Regions from separate parts of the Mus musculus genome. Here all the other regions are linked to region 1. A link is a contact called in public Hi-C and HiChIP or PLAC-seq data. All regions are on one chromosome and are shown on one strand. The core of a region is the stretch at or near the end of the contact, and the rest is flanking DNA. Distances in the headings are between cores, read along the strand shown.

What was found. Hi-C and Micro-C count contacts between places; a contact is called where the count stands out from the background. HiChIP or PLAC-seq counts read pairs in DNA pulled down with a chosen protein or histone mark.
Region 2: a FOXA1 HiChIP or PLAC-seq map of pancreatic cancer cells shows a contact between it and region 1. The contact joins the enhancer-like site here to the promoter of Bc1 in region 1. A contact is called at or near these places in 4 of 39 promoter capture datasets (the 3T3-L1 cell line, the HPC-7 cell line and embryonic stem cells), 1 of 15 datasets of contacts at CTCF or cohesin (embryonic stem cells), 5 of 484 Hi-C or Micro-C datasets (all in embryonic stem cells), 5 of 115 datasets of contacts at active chromatin or transcription factors (embryonic midbrain, embryonic stem cells, pancreatic cancer cells and 1 more) and 2 of 9 other capture datasets (adipose tissue and pancreatic islet).
Region 3: a contact with region 1 is called in a FOXA1 HiChIP or PLAC-seq map of pancreatic cancer cells. The contact joins the enhancer-like site here to the promoter of Bc1 in region 1. A contact is called at or near these places in 3 of 39 promoter capture datasets (the C10 cell line, embryonic stem cells and trophoblast stem cells), 2 of 484 Hi-C or Micro-C datasets (bone marrow-derived macrophages and embryonic fibroblasts), 14 of 115 datasets of contacts at active chromatin or transcription factors (the 230-238 cell line, bone marrow-derived macrophages, embryonic stem cells and 4 more) and 2 of 9 other capture datasets (adipose tissue and liver).
Region 4: a contact with region 1 is called in a Hi-C map of LSK cells, with 3 times the contacts expected there. The contact joins the enhancer-like site here to the promoter of Bc1 in region 1. A contact is called at or near these places in 12 of 39 promoter capture datasets (3T3-L1-derived adipocytes, the C10 cell line, the HPC-7 cell line and 7 more), 3 of 15 datasets of contacts at CTCF or cohesin (CD8 T cells and embryonic stem cells), 31 of 484 Hi-C or Micro-C datasets (2-cell-like embryonic stem cells, the 3T3-L1 cell line, 8-cell embryo and 20 more), 16 of 115 datasets of contacts at active chromatin or transcription factors (craniofacial prominence, embryonic basal ganglia, embryonic forebrain and 8 more) and 1 of 9 other capture datasets (adipose tissue).

Annotation. Positions count from the first base shown.
Region 1 is chr7:144,912,782-144,916,016 of GRCm38.p6, reverse strand. Bc1 (brain cytoplasmic RNA 1) reads right to left here and starts at 1,547. Exons shown (of 1, transcript NR_038088.1): 1 at 1,394-1,547. LTO1 (ABCE maturation factor) reads right to left here and starts at 917. Exons shown (of 4, transcript NM_001357869.1): 1 at 688-917. The coding sequence starts at 779.
Region 2 is chr7:144,677,310-144,680,544 of GRCm38.p6, reverse strand. It overlaps Ano1 (anoctamin 1, calcium activated chloride channel), which reads left to right. Exons shown (of 26, transcript NM_178642.6): 2 at 1,766-1,911. The coding sequence starts at 1,804. Among named protein-coding and RNA genes, the nearest start is that of Ano1, 60 kb to the left of the region's middle. Within about 2 kb of position 1,679, at least 39 of the 459 cell types and tissues checked have an H3K27ac peak or open chromatin away from gene starts, as enhancers often do. A contact at or near this core is called in pancreatic cancer cells, where this site is marked.
Region 3 is chr7:145,145,190-145,148,424 of GRCm38.p6, reverse strand. No RefSeq gene overlaps it. Among named protein-coding and RNA genes, the nearest start is that of Gm45181, 20 kb to the left of the region's middle. Within about 2 kb of position 1,549, at least 22 of the 459 cell types and tissues checked have an H3K27ac peak or open chromatin away from gene starts, as enhancers often do. A contact at or near this core is called in embryonic fibroblasts and pancreatic cancer cells, where this site is marked.
Region 4 is chr7:144,776,340-144,779,574 of GRCm38.p6, reverse strand. No RefSeq gene overlaps it. Among named protein-coding and RNA genes, the nearest start is that of Gm34964, 11 kb to the left of the region's middle. Within about 2 kb of position 1,599, at least 26 of the 459 cell types and tissues checked have an H3K27ac peak or open chromatin away from gene starts, as enhancers often do. A contact at or near this core is called in the Ba/F3 cell line, LSK cells, adipose tissue and 2 more, where this site is marked.

The sequences.
Region 1 (3,235 bases), core at 298-2,797:
CCCAGCCGAGCACCAGAACCCACAAGGAAAATGTAAAGATACAAACTCAAGCAAGCTCGGAACACACTAGGAATCTACTTTTGAAAATGTAGGTGTGAGGGTAGGTGCATCTGAGCCTACATGCCATCATAACTCAACCTGTTTGTTTCTAAAACACTCCAAGCACCCAGGACTCCTCACACCTCTGTAGAGGTACAGAAAATGTCCCCAAGATCAAGACAGTATGCCACCACTGGGATGCTCTGGGTAGGTGGGTATTATTGTGTCTAAGAGTTCAACCCTCAAACTGGCAATAAATTGCTGCCGGCGCTGTTGAAGGAATGTTCTGGAAGCCCCCATGTGAGGCAGTGAACAGCTCCCCATTTGGGGGCGTGGGCATCTGCCAGGACCCGACTCCCTAAACCGAGCCTGAGCAGTCACCCGGGGAGGTACCCAACCCACAATGAGCAGCCAGCCTGGAGAGGCCAAGATGACCTGGGCCACCGTCCCGCCCAGGCGTTCCCTGGGGACTTTTCAGGATCCAAAGGGGCCTGCCCGACATATCCATCAGCAGACCCATGAATACCGCCGTATGTGCGGCAATTAAAGGACAAGAAAAAGTGGCAGCTCGCAGATGGCGAAGGCGGGTATCCCCGAGGACTGCCCAGCAGCTGCCGGGGCGGGGCGGAGCCGGGTCTCTCTGCCCACCTCTCATCCGCCATCACGACGGCGTCAAATATGTCCTGCTCCACGGCCATGGCGGTGTCTCGGCTCTCCCCCGGCCCTCGCATTCCTTTCATTCTGTGTAGTAATCGCCAACTGGCGAGACGCGATCACAAACGCCCGGATTGTCAGAATGAAGAAGACACTTCCGTGTATGCCGCGCGGAGCAGGGCGGGTAAGGACGGCAAGCTAAAGAAGCCAAAAAAAAAAAAAAAGCCCATCCCACTGCGCATGGGTAGATGCTACATGGGCGGGGCTAGCCCGAGGGAAGCCTTGCTCCTCCTCCTTGGTACCGCTCGCTCCGTGGTGGGTGGGGCGGGTCAGGTCGCTTGGGGCACGTCGTCTGGGTCGCTCGCGGTGTCCAGACGAACCCTGCTTTTATTTTCAAAATCCAAACAGATGGGACCGAATTCACAAACGTGGGTCTTAAAGAAATGAGAAAAGTTACCAAAGATCTGGCACAGGGGCGTTCCCAGGAAATGGAGGAAGGGCCCAAGGGGCAGGCTTCAAGGAGGGAGGAGTATCCGGCATCCTCTGCTGTCACCGGACTGTCAATCACCGCATCTGTACACTGCACCGGACCCTCCCTGAGGGCTGGAAACGATTTGATACTGCGATATCCTAAAGGGCAGATAATAAATATTGCCCCCAGACATGAAAATGCCCTTGGGGGGGGGTCTTTGAAAATGAAAAAGGTTGTGTGTGCCAGTTACCTTGTTTTTTTTTGGTCTTTTTGTTATTTTGTCTTTTTTTTTTTTTTTTTTTTTTTCCAGAGCTGAGGACCGAACCCAGGGCCTTGCGCTTGCTAGGCAAGCGCTCTACCACTGAGCTAAATCCCCAACCCCGAACGCTAGCACTTGCTGCCAGTATTTAAAGCAAAACTGAAGTATTTCATACACAGTCAAGTATCAGGTGGTTCCGAAGGGCTGGCCGGCAGGAGGAGCCACTTTGTCCAAGCGCTCCAATCTCACAGGCACCCACTCTTCAAACAGCAGAAATTGAAGTTAGTTTTCTCATCATTTCCATCAGAGATACCTTCCAAAGTATAGTTTTAAAGAGTATTCCACAGTACAGTAAGTTCCTTAGGCAACAATTGCTAACAAGTTAATCAGCTCCTGTATAAAAGAGACCAGAGATACAACACTGTAATTGATGGAGGGCTGAATAAGTAAACACGCCACTTGAACTGAATTTCATCTGTGCAAATGAATCCTTAACTATAACAAAATGCTTTTTGAAAATGAGAACTACTGTGTCAGACAGAAGAGAGAAGTTTGAGTCTGGTGATGAACATGATGGCATGTTGACTGAAGAAGAGATAAGCCTGGAGAACAGCCTAGAATGTCTCCTAGGAGTAAAACTTCCGTGATAAAAATAAAATCACAAACTTCAGGAAGGATAGAGCAGTGAGCACTCGCCATGACAGGCAAGTATGGTTTCTCAGGAAAATAAAGTGAGTCCCTCACACTCTGCTCACGCTGCTCACACTGCTCATCAGAAGAGTCTACACCAAGTAAAAAGTTAACCACAAAAAGAAAAAGGAGGCCAGGTGCGGTGGCAAAGGTCTTCTTTTAATCCCAGCACTTCGGAGGCAGAGGCAGGCAGATTTCTGAGTTCGAGGCCAGCCTGGTCTACAGAGTAAGTTCCAGGACAGCCAGGGCTACACAGAGAAAACCTGTCTCAAAAAATGAAAAGAAAAAAAAAGATGTGGGTACAAAACAGATTCATCCTGGAAGCAGGGACAGTGGCCCCCACTTGTAAGCCCCATGTGGGAAGCTGAGGGAAAAGAACTGCCATGAATCTGAGGCCAACCTGGGCTACAGAGTGCATTCCAGACTGGTCTGGGCTGAAGAGTGAGACCATATCTCAAAACATAAAATATAATTGTTTAGAAATAGATGAATGAGCCGGGCGTTGTGGCGTACGCCTTTAATCCCAGCACTTGGGAGGCAGAGGCAGGCGGATTTCTGAGTTCGAGGCCAGCCTGGTCTACAAAGTGAGTTCCAGGACAGCCAGGGCTACACAGAGAAACCCTGTCTCGAAAAAAAACAAAAAAACAAAAAAACAAAAAAAAAAAGAAATAGATGAATGAATGAATGAATTCATCCTAACAGGAGAAAATAGCAAGCTAATGGGCCTTTTGTATGGCACAGAACTGAGCAGCAGGTGTCTGGCCTTTAAATTGGGTAGAGTCCCAGGAGGAACAGACGGAGTCCACGGAAAGAGCAGCCAGAAGTAGCATCTGCCTTCTGAGATGGTTAAAGGCCCTGAGCCCTCTGTTTGGTGGAATTAAAGGGAACTTTCATTGTTCACCAATGTATGAATTTGAGCTGACTTTTGGTCAGATGGTTCAAAAGGATAAGAAGGTCATTTGAAAGTCTGTCCGCTTTGACCTGGTAGTTTAATTTTGTTTGATTTTTGTCTGTGGGAAGTAGTCAGAGAACTGTGGAGATTTGACACCCTATAATGAGCACTGTGGTGAGACTTGTAAAACCTAGCTGGATCTGGTGACAGCCACGGAGAGCAAAGCTGT
Region 2 (3,235 bases), core at 430-2,929, 240 kb after region 1:
GATAAGTATTCTACAACTGGGTCACATCCCTGGCCCTGATCAATTATATATATTTTTTTTTCTTTTAGAAGAAAAAAAATACTTCGCCGGTTCCTGGGAGATCCTTGACACCTGATCATAAATTTAGGAGGAGGGTGTGCTCCGGTTTCACAATGCCAGTTGTTTATCAACAACAGTATGAAGTTACATAATCCTGTGTGTGACTGTGTGTCTTTCCAGCCCAGTCCCCTGGCACAGTGGAGGGTGGAGGAGGAGGAGAGCTGTTTGCTGCTGGGATTTGGCCAACTTAATGCATTTCTTAAATCCCACTTTAAGGGCACTTGGCACTTATGGGAGTGCGTAGCTCTAGGACCCAGTAGCCTTTTCAAAACCTCTCCAAGTTCAAAGTTACTTAGAGTAAACGGGAGCAGATGACTGGCAGAGAAGAGGTAGTCAAGACAGTGACAAGATGGCAGTCACATGGCTAAGCACACACAGCAAGGGAAGTTCTCTGTGATCACCACAAGACAGGCCTGTGAGCCTGAGAAGGCACTGCTTGGCTCTTTGAATTGGGAGCCTGGAGCCCAGTACCTCCTGTCTGTCCCTCCCGTTCCACCTCTCTAGATCCGGCCTGGGAATCACCAGAGGCTGTTTTGCTCCTGGTGACTTTTCATGATGACTTCTGGGGGGCCTTGAATGTTGTCATGCAGCTGCAAGTCCAGTTGGTGGGAGTGTCTGCTGTGGGAAGCTGGTAGCCCACCAGACAAGGTGCTGAGTGCAAGTTCTGAAGCTGAGGTTCAGACTGGGTCTGAGGACAGTGAGAGGTTGAGGCTGGAGAGCCCAGGAGGGTGTCCTGAGGGACAAGCACTCTGATGCCCACCAGAAAGGTAGAGGAAAGAGAGGCCACCCCTGCAGAAGCTCAATCAGGACAGCAGATGCTCCTCTTCCTCCTCTTCCTCCTCCTCCTCCAGAAGGGAGACTTAAAAACACCCTACTGTGTACAGGGACCTTGCTAGGTCCTGGGGTGAGAGAAAGCACAGGCTTCTAGTCACTGCAGGAGATGCAGCTGGCCTTGGAGGGTCAGATCAGGGTGCTCTGCAGCCTCTTAAGTCCTTAAGAGAAAACAAAACCCCACCAACCAACCGGTCAGCATTCTCTCCTGGTGGGCAGGAGTTCAGTTAGCTGACATACACTCACCCCTGTGGAGGAGATCGTCTAAAAGCTCACAGGTGGGGGCTACAGTACTTGGGAGATGATGGTGGGGGAGGAGGTCTACACAGGAGGGGTCCCAGGTGATGACATTGTGGTTAATCTGTCACCTCCTTAGGAAACAGCAAAGTTAGCTCCGGGCCTTTTTAAAAAATTATTATTATTATTATTAGGTATTTATTTCATTTACATTTCCAATGCTATCCCAAAAGTCCCCCACACCCTCCCAGCTCCAGGCCTTTTTATTTAAGGTGTGGTCTGGGGCACTTTCCCTTCGAGTAAGAATCCTTTCCACCCTCAAAATTTAAAAAACAAAACTCTAAACGGGCTCTGACCCCGGGTAAAAATAAAACTCGGAATCCTTTCTTCCTGTGTTTAAATTTCTACGGAAAATCTGACCCTTGTGGCCGCCGCCCCTGCGCTTATATCTTTAAGGCGGAGCCGGCGCGCGGCCAAGTTCACGGCGCGCGGGCGCCCTCGGGACGGGCCAGGTGGCGGCAGCGCCCGGGAGGTCGCGAGGGAGGAGGGAGCGGCCACGTCCCGTCCGCGCCAGGCCAGCACCGCTTCTCCGTTGCAGACGCCACCGGGGTTGTGGATGGGGAGCGCGAGGCCACCATGAGGGTCCCCGAGAAGTACTCGACGCTCCCGGCGGAGGACCGCAGCGTCCACATCGTGAACATCTGCGCCATCGAGGACCTGGGCTACCTGCCGTCCGAGGGCACGGTGAGTTCGGGTGCGGCCACGGGTGACCTCTCCACAGTGCGCAAGGTTTTTGGGGTTCCCAGCCACGCACGTGTGGCCTGGGAGCGCGCTGCTGCCGGAACCAAGTGCACGCGACCGGCTATACTCTGCGCGTCCTCCCACTCGCGGAACGCAGCGCCAGGGGTCCCCAGAGTGTCCCTGGTGTCCTTGCAGAGCCCAGCCCAGGGTTTGCAGTGTCTCTGAGGTCCCTCTCAGTGCTATGCCCAGAGTCCCCAGAGTGTTCCTGGGGTCTCTGCAGCCTATTGCCAGGGGTCTACAGAGTGTTCTGAGTTTTCTAGTGTCCTCGAAGTACCCACAGCGCCGGACCTGAGGTTTACCTGAGGTTTACAGAGTGTCCCTAAAATACCCAAAGTGCCCCCCTGAGATCGTCACAACACACTGACTGGGGTCCCCAGAGTGTACACAGAGCCCAACTCGGGGTTTGCAGTGTTCCTGGGATCCCAAAATTGTCCCTCGAAGTCTTTGCTTGTTCCTGGGATCTCTAGAGTGTCTCAGGGTCCCCACAGTGCCCAGTCCGGGGGTTCCCAGTCTCCTACGCATACAGCCCAAGCCTGGATGAGACCCTCCTTTCCAGGCCCTTAGCCAGGAGCAGCAGGGTGGGTGGGAGTAGGAGTCAAGGGTAAGGATCAGGTGGCCACCAGAGTGAGCGAGACCACTGCGCCGCCACCCGGTGGGGTTCGAGTCCTCCTGCCTGCAGTGCTTAGATCTCCAGCCCAGTGCAGCTGGCACATGCTCAGACTCAACCCAGAGATTGCCAACCTCAATCTAGTCCCTCATCCCCTCCCAGCGCCTTGGGCACGGGTAGGGGTGCAGGGTGGAGCCAGTCACCTGGTTGGGGAACCCAGTACAGAGGTGTCCCCTCTACCATAGCATTGTCCCTGGGGCCAGACAGCAGGTCACAGGGATTCCTGGTGGCACCGTGTGTGTGTGTGTGTGTGTGTGTGTGTGTGTGTGTGTGTGTGTGTGTGTGTGTGTGTGTGTTGGGAGGGGGAGGGAGTGGGATTCACTCCTGATGAGTCTGGTTTAAAGAACAAACTTTCCCAGAGCCCGGGTGGGGGCGGGGCACTCCCAGCAGGCACCAAAGACCAAAGAGCTTTTTCTTTCTTTCTTTCCTTTTTTCTCTTCCTTTCCCCCTCACCCCTACCCCCAGATCCCTCAAGGTCCCTATCTAGGCTAGAGGGAGCATTGCTGTCCAATGCCTGGGGCTCTAGCCTGGGGCTGGAGTGGAAGGCCCAGCTTGAGGGATTGCCCCAGCCTGTCCTAGCCTGGGGCTGAGAGCCTGAGG
Region 3 (3,235 bases), core at 300-2,799, 230 kb before region 1:
GTCTGCCTCTCTTGCTTTTGTCTTTCTGTGAGAGAGGCAGTTATTCCTCTTTGGCTTCTGTTATTGACAGTTCATGTACAGTTTCTTTATGCAAGTTCTGTGAATTTTTTTTAGATTTATGTGTGTGTATATGTGGTATGTGTGTTTGTGTGTGTATGTGTGTGTGTGTGGTGTGGTGTGTGTGGGGGTGGGTGTGGTGTGGGTGTGTGAAGTGAGGACGCATATGAGTGTAGGTGCCTGTGGAGACCAGAAGAGGGTGCTGGATCCCTGAAACTAGAATGCCACGTGGTTTTGAGCTGCTCACCATGAGTGCTGGGAACTGAGCTGGATCCCTTGTCAAGTGCCACCTGAGCCATCTCTCCCACTCTGAGATCTCTGGATTCTGACAAGCACATAGAGTTGTGGAATACCTCACTGTCAAGTCACACAGTCCTGCCATCACCCATGTCTTGTAGTGTGATGTAGTGAGCAGTCCCACACGTGTCCCAAGGAATTGCTTTTATCATTAGCCCCTGCTGCACCACAGATGTGTTGAATCTGGGACTTGGCCCTGGGGTTATGGACACCTGAAGTCTTAAGATCCACACAGTATCAGTCTTAGTGTCTGAGGAGGCTTCTTGCCTGGTGTCAGGTCAGGGCCTTCTTGCTGTTGAGGTGTGTGTGGAGGAGAATCGGCCTTCTCACTCTTTCTGTAAAGACACTAATCCTTTTGGGTCAGGACTTCTTACTGCATCTGTTCTCAACCTGGGGGTCATGACCCCTTTAAAGGTTTAAGAACCCTTTCACAGGGCTCGCCTAAGACCACTGAAAAACACAGGTATCTACACTACTATTCATAATAGAAGCAAAATTACATTTATGAAGTAGCCATGAAATAACTTTATGGTTGTTGGGAGTCACCAACCAACCATACATGAGGACTGTATTAGAGGGTTGCAGCATTAGGGAGGTTGAGAACCACTGCCTCTTGACCACTTTTAACCTTATTTTGTGTCCTCAAAGCCTTATCTCCAGATAAGGGAACAGTTAAAATTAGGGCTTCCATATATGGAGGACACAGTCTTGTTTTCTGTACCTCTAATTTGTCCTTTCCAAGAATATCACAGAACCAGAATCTTACAGCTTCTAGCTTTTTGGCATCTTGTGTAGCAACAAATATATTACTATTCCTTCTATTTACCTTGCTGTATAGTACTCCACCAAACATCCTACTGTTCATCCATTGTGGAGATTCTTCTATTCAGTGGGATGCTGTAAGCAGCATTTGCAGGTTTTCACAATTCTTCCTAAAAACACACACAAGATTCCACTAGTATGCCTGAGCATCCATGTGTCCCTTTCTCTTGGGTACAGGTTTTAGGATTTTAGATAAGTTTATACTTTTACAAGCAGCTCTTTCCCATAATGTTTGAACTAACTTCCATACGCTCCAGGAACACATGCCTTCCTGTAACTGCATCCACAAAGCACACTGTACTGTGAGGGCCCCTCCCCAAAGAATAAACAACTAGTTATCAATTGTTTGACCACTTTAAGGAGTACATCATAGTATCACAATGTGGTTTTAGTTTGGTTGCCTTGGTGACTGGTGGAGGTGAAGCCATTCACATGTATTCTCTTGCTCAGGGGAAAACCTCATTCAGAGAGTTGGCTCATTGTCAATCATGTATCTTATTTTCCCACTGCTGAGAGAGTTCCAAATTCTTTGTCAATTATGTGGCTCACAAATATTTGTTCCTGGCATGGTGTGTGCCTTTTCATTCAGCAGGAGATAGTTTTAGTTCTGATGACATCCTGTTTAAGGATTTCTTCATATATCTATATCTATGTTTGTGCTTATAATCTATAATCTACATCATCTGTATCTATAGAGAGAGGTATTAGATTGATTTTTCTTTAAGTGTGTGTGTTTGTCTGTGTGTGTGTAGGTGCCCAGGGAGGCCAGAAGAGGGCATTTGATCCCTTATAGCTGGAGTGGCAGATGACTGTGAGCCACTTCATGTGGGATTTGAATGCTAGGTCTCATGATTGAAGAACAAGCACTCTGTTGTTGTTGCTGCTGCTGGTGCTGCTGCTGCTGCTGTTTTGAGACAGGGTTTCTCTGTGTAGCCCTAGATGTCCTGGAACTTGCTCTGTAGACCAGGCTGGCCTTGAACTCAGAGACCCACTGCACACATCACCACTGGCTTCAGTAAGCACTATAACTGCTGTGTCTTCTCTCCAGCCCTAGATTTTTTTAAATGTATTCATTGTGCCTCCAGAGAAATTGACATGAGATCTTTACCTAATCTAAGGTCACAAAGATTTAGGTCCTGTTTCTTCCAGAATTTTCCTAGCGGATTATTATTATTATTATTATTTTGTTTTTGTTTTTGTTTTTGTTTTTCAAGACAGGGTTTCTCTGTCCTGGAACTCATCTGTAGACCAGGATGGCCATGAACTCAGAAATCTGCCTGCCTCTGTCTCCCAAGTGCTGGGATTAAAGGCATGTGCCACCACTGTCCGGCATAATTTTTTTTTTTTTTACATTATTAATCTTAGTAAATCTAAGTTTGTTCTTGAGGTACAATGTGATCGGGTTTCTTTTACCACTGCTTTCTCACTATGATGAACTGTCCCTGGAACTGTGAGCCAAACCAGACCTGTCCTCACTTAAATTGCTTTTGTCAGAGCTACTGAAAGATTAATACAGGCACAGTCTCGCTGCATTGCCCAGGCTGGCTTTGAACTTACAATCCTCCTACCTCAGCCTTGCTAGCGGCTGGACTGACAGGCCTGAGCCTCTAGGCCAGGATCTTGAATACATCTCTAACAACCTTTGAAGTCCCTGGCTCCTGTATCCTCCATCTGTCACCCGTGGGTCTATTTCTTTTGACTGGTTTTTCTCTGCATCAGAGTCTCTGGCTATTTTTTGTTACCAGAGTCTGGTAATTTTTGTTCAGATGCTCGATGCATTCCATGGGACTCTGTTCTGAGCTTGGATGTGTCTTGCTTTACAGTGATGCTGGGGTTTGTTTCCAGAAGAGAAGTTACACATGGATCTGGTTTTGTCCTCTAGAAGCGTGTCCCAGAACGTTGTTAGGGCAGCTCCTGGGTGGCCTCTGCCACAGGATTAGCTTTCTGTGACTAAAGCACAGTCTTCCCAAAAACTCTCCCAGGACCCAGCAGCAGATTTCAGCTGTGGCTGGAGGACACTGCGAGTGTCTCTGCCCACAGGTGGGTCCCCAGCTCCCAG
Region 4 (3,235 bases), core at 350-2,849, 140 kb after region 1:
CAGAGAAACCCTGTCTTGAAAAACAAAAACAAACAAGCAAACAAACAAAAAAAAGAAAAGAAAAGAAAGAAAGGACAGCTGAAAGACAGAGAGAGACAGAGGTGCTGGAGACGTGGCTAAGGGAACAACGCACTTGCTGTGTGAGTGTGAGGACCAGGGCAGTGTCCTTTGTATTCTCATGAAAAGCCAAGCACACTTGATGGTCTATCTGTATCCCAGTAGCTGGGAGGCTGAAGCAGGGCATCCTGGAGCAAGCTGGCCAGCTAGAGTAGGCAAATTTTTGAGCTCCAGGCTCACAGAGAGATACCTTGCCTTGGTAACAAGGTAGTTGTTGAAGGAGAAGCCCGTATCAACCTCTGGTCTTCACGTACATGAGCACACACATGTATGTGCATATACACACAAGAACACTCATGTACACAACAAACACATACACATGAGCAAAAAGAGAGTAAGAAAGATCAGGGGTAGATAATGCCTGTGTGTGACCCGAGGTGCCTTGCCCCTCGAGGAAAGGGCTGTGGGTCACGATCCTCCTCAGGTTGGAGGGTACCACCCAGGGGTAGGGCTGCACTGATTCATCTTTCTGTGCGTCAGTTTCCTCATCTATAAGAAGCCACATCCCTGTAAGGGTAGTCATGAGAACTTCCCAATGTCATTCCTGGCCCGGGGAAGCTGGCTTTTTCCTGGGGACATTGATGTGGCCTCAGTTCTCAAGTCTTCCACAACCTGAGCTCAGCCCATGGTGCCTCCCCAAACCTGGCCTAGCCCTGACAGAAGGTTTAGTGGTGTGAAGAGAGGGAAGGAGCCATCGAGACGCCAGGGCCAGTGCAGGGCAGGAACAGCCAGGGTGTGTGAAGCAGTTAGCCCCATCTCTGCTATACTAGGGAGCATGGCTGGCTGGGGATGGGCAGAGACGTGAGGGCTGAGCTCAAGTACCAGAGGCACAGCAAAACTGCATTTTAACATGGTGCTAAACCACTTTAAAAATAGCAGTATATTTTGTTTGTTTGTTTTTACTTAAAATATTTATTTTATTTTATGTGTATGTATGCACAGCTTGTAGGTGCCTGAGGAGGCCAGACAAAGTCATTAGGCCCTGAGTTGTTAAACTTAAAGGCAGTTGGCGAACTGCTTTATGTGGGTACTGGGAACCAGATTCAGGTCCTCTGCAGGAGCAGTGTGAGTTGTTAGCTGCTGAGCCATCTCTCCAGCCTCATTAAAAAAATGTGTGTGTGTGTGTAAGAGAGAGAGAGAGAAAGAGAGAGAGCATGAGTCTGTGGGAGCAAGTGTGCATGTGAGTAAGAGTGTGAATGTAAGTATGCATATGTGAATGAGTATGTGTGGGGTGTGTGAGCATGTGAGTCTGTATGAGTGTGTTTGAATGAGTACATGTGAGAGTGTGTGATGTGTGTGTGAGTGTGTGTGTGTGTGTGTGTGTGTGTGTGAGTGTGTGGTGTGTATGAGAGTGAGTGGCGTGTGAGTGTGGAAGCCAGAGGACAGCTGGCAGGAAATACTTCTCTTTCTCCACCTTGTGGGTTCGGGGACTGAATTCAGGACGTTAGTCTTGGCCACAAGCACTTTTACCAGAGTAACCGTTTTGCTGGCTGAAATACCAGTATCTTAGAAACTGGTTCCAGCAGAATGAGCTCAGCCAGGGGCTGTCAAGTGTCAGACCTCAGGAGCAAATGGTGGTTTCTTTTGAGAATTTCAGTGGGAGGTGGACTTCAGCAAAGTCAAATAAAAATGATTCATGAACCTCACCCCACCCAGATCCAGTCATGCTCAGTGGCACTCCAGAGACTCTCAGCCCCAAGGTCAGATCCTCTCCATTCTCCATCTCCCTCCATTCAACCCCCTGGGTCACCTATCTATGGTTCTACCCTAGCACATACCCTCCCCATCATTTTTCTCTTTCTCTGAATCTGGATCTTTCCCCCACCCCCACCCCCTTCCCTTCTCCCTCTTGCTCCAGCCCACTCGCTCCTGGGCCTCTGCATGCTCTGGGTCTCATAAGTCCAGGATGGCCTTAAACTTGCTACGCACGCAGCTCAAGCTGACCCTCCTGCCTCTACCTCCCAAGTGATGGGATGACCGGCCCATGTCACCATCCCTGCTTTGTGTAATGCTGAGAATTGAACCCAGGACTTTGTGAATGCTAGGCGAACATTCTACAACTATGCTACATCCTCAACTCCACTGGGGGCTCTTAGAAAAATGCCTTATAAATATATGCCAGGTTCTTTTCTTCCCCAGGGCGCCTATTTGCTTGAAATGCCTCTCTCTCTCTCTCCTCTCTTTCTCCTTTTCTTCTTCTTCTTCTTCTTCTTCTTCTTCTTCTTCTTCTTCTTCTTCTTCTTCTTCTTCTTCTTCTTCTTCTTCTCCTTCTCCTTCTCCTTCTCCTTCTCCTTCTCCTTCTCCTTCTCCTTCTCCTTCTCCTTCTCCTTCTCCTTCTCCTTCTTCTTCTTCTTCTTCTCCTTCTTCTTCTTCTTTTTTTAAAAATAAGACAAAGTCTAACTGAACCTATAATCCACTTTTGTAGACAGGGCTAGTCTTAAACACACAGAGATTCCCTGCCTCTGATGTGAGCTTCCACACTTGCCCTAGAATTTTTTTTCAGCTGGTCCAAGCTTAAAAGTCAGAGGTGCCTTCCGATGACCCTTGCTGGCACTGTCTCTTAGACATGCCTTCCTCTTACATCACTTTCTGTCTTTCTTTGGTCTTTAAAAAGACCAGTGTTCACCAGCCAGGTTCCACCCTACCTACACTGAGCTGTCTTCTTCTGGGAGCCCACACTTCCTCGTCCTCAGCTCTTGCCTTACTTCCACACAGTGTTTCAAAGCAGATCATATATTTTGGCTTCTGGTGGTACCAGAGGCATAATGTTCTCTGTGGAGAGGAAGGCTGAATGGAGTTGGTGGCCCCTGTTCCTTCCCAGGCTCCTCCACATTTCCCCTCACCCCCAGAGGAGGTTCCTGGTCCCCCAGGGCATAAAGCACTGCAAGAAGTGGCTTAAGAATGGGGTGGCTCTTGGATGCTGGATGTTAGGGACAGCCCTGCATGGGTCACAGTTTCTTTTAAACTGTAAAGAGGAGAATTGTAGGACATAGTGGAGGGATGGATTAAAATCTAGCAAGTGACCAGGACAAACTGTGACCAGGCAGAGGCCCTGCCTCAGTGGGGGATGACCTGTACTATTGTCCCAGGTCACAAAACCCCACTAGGAAGGCCTCAC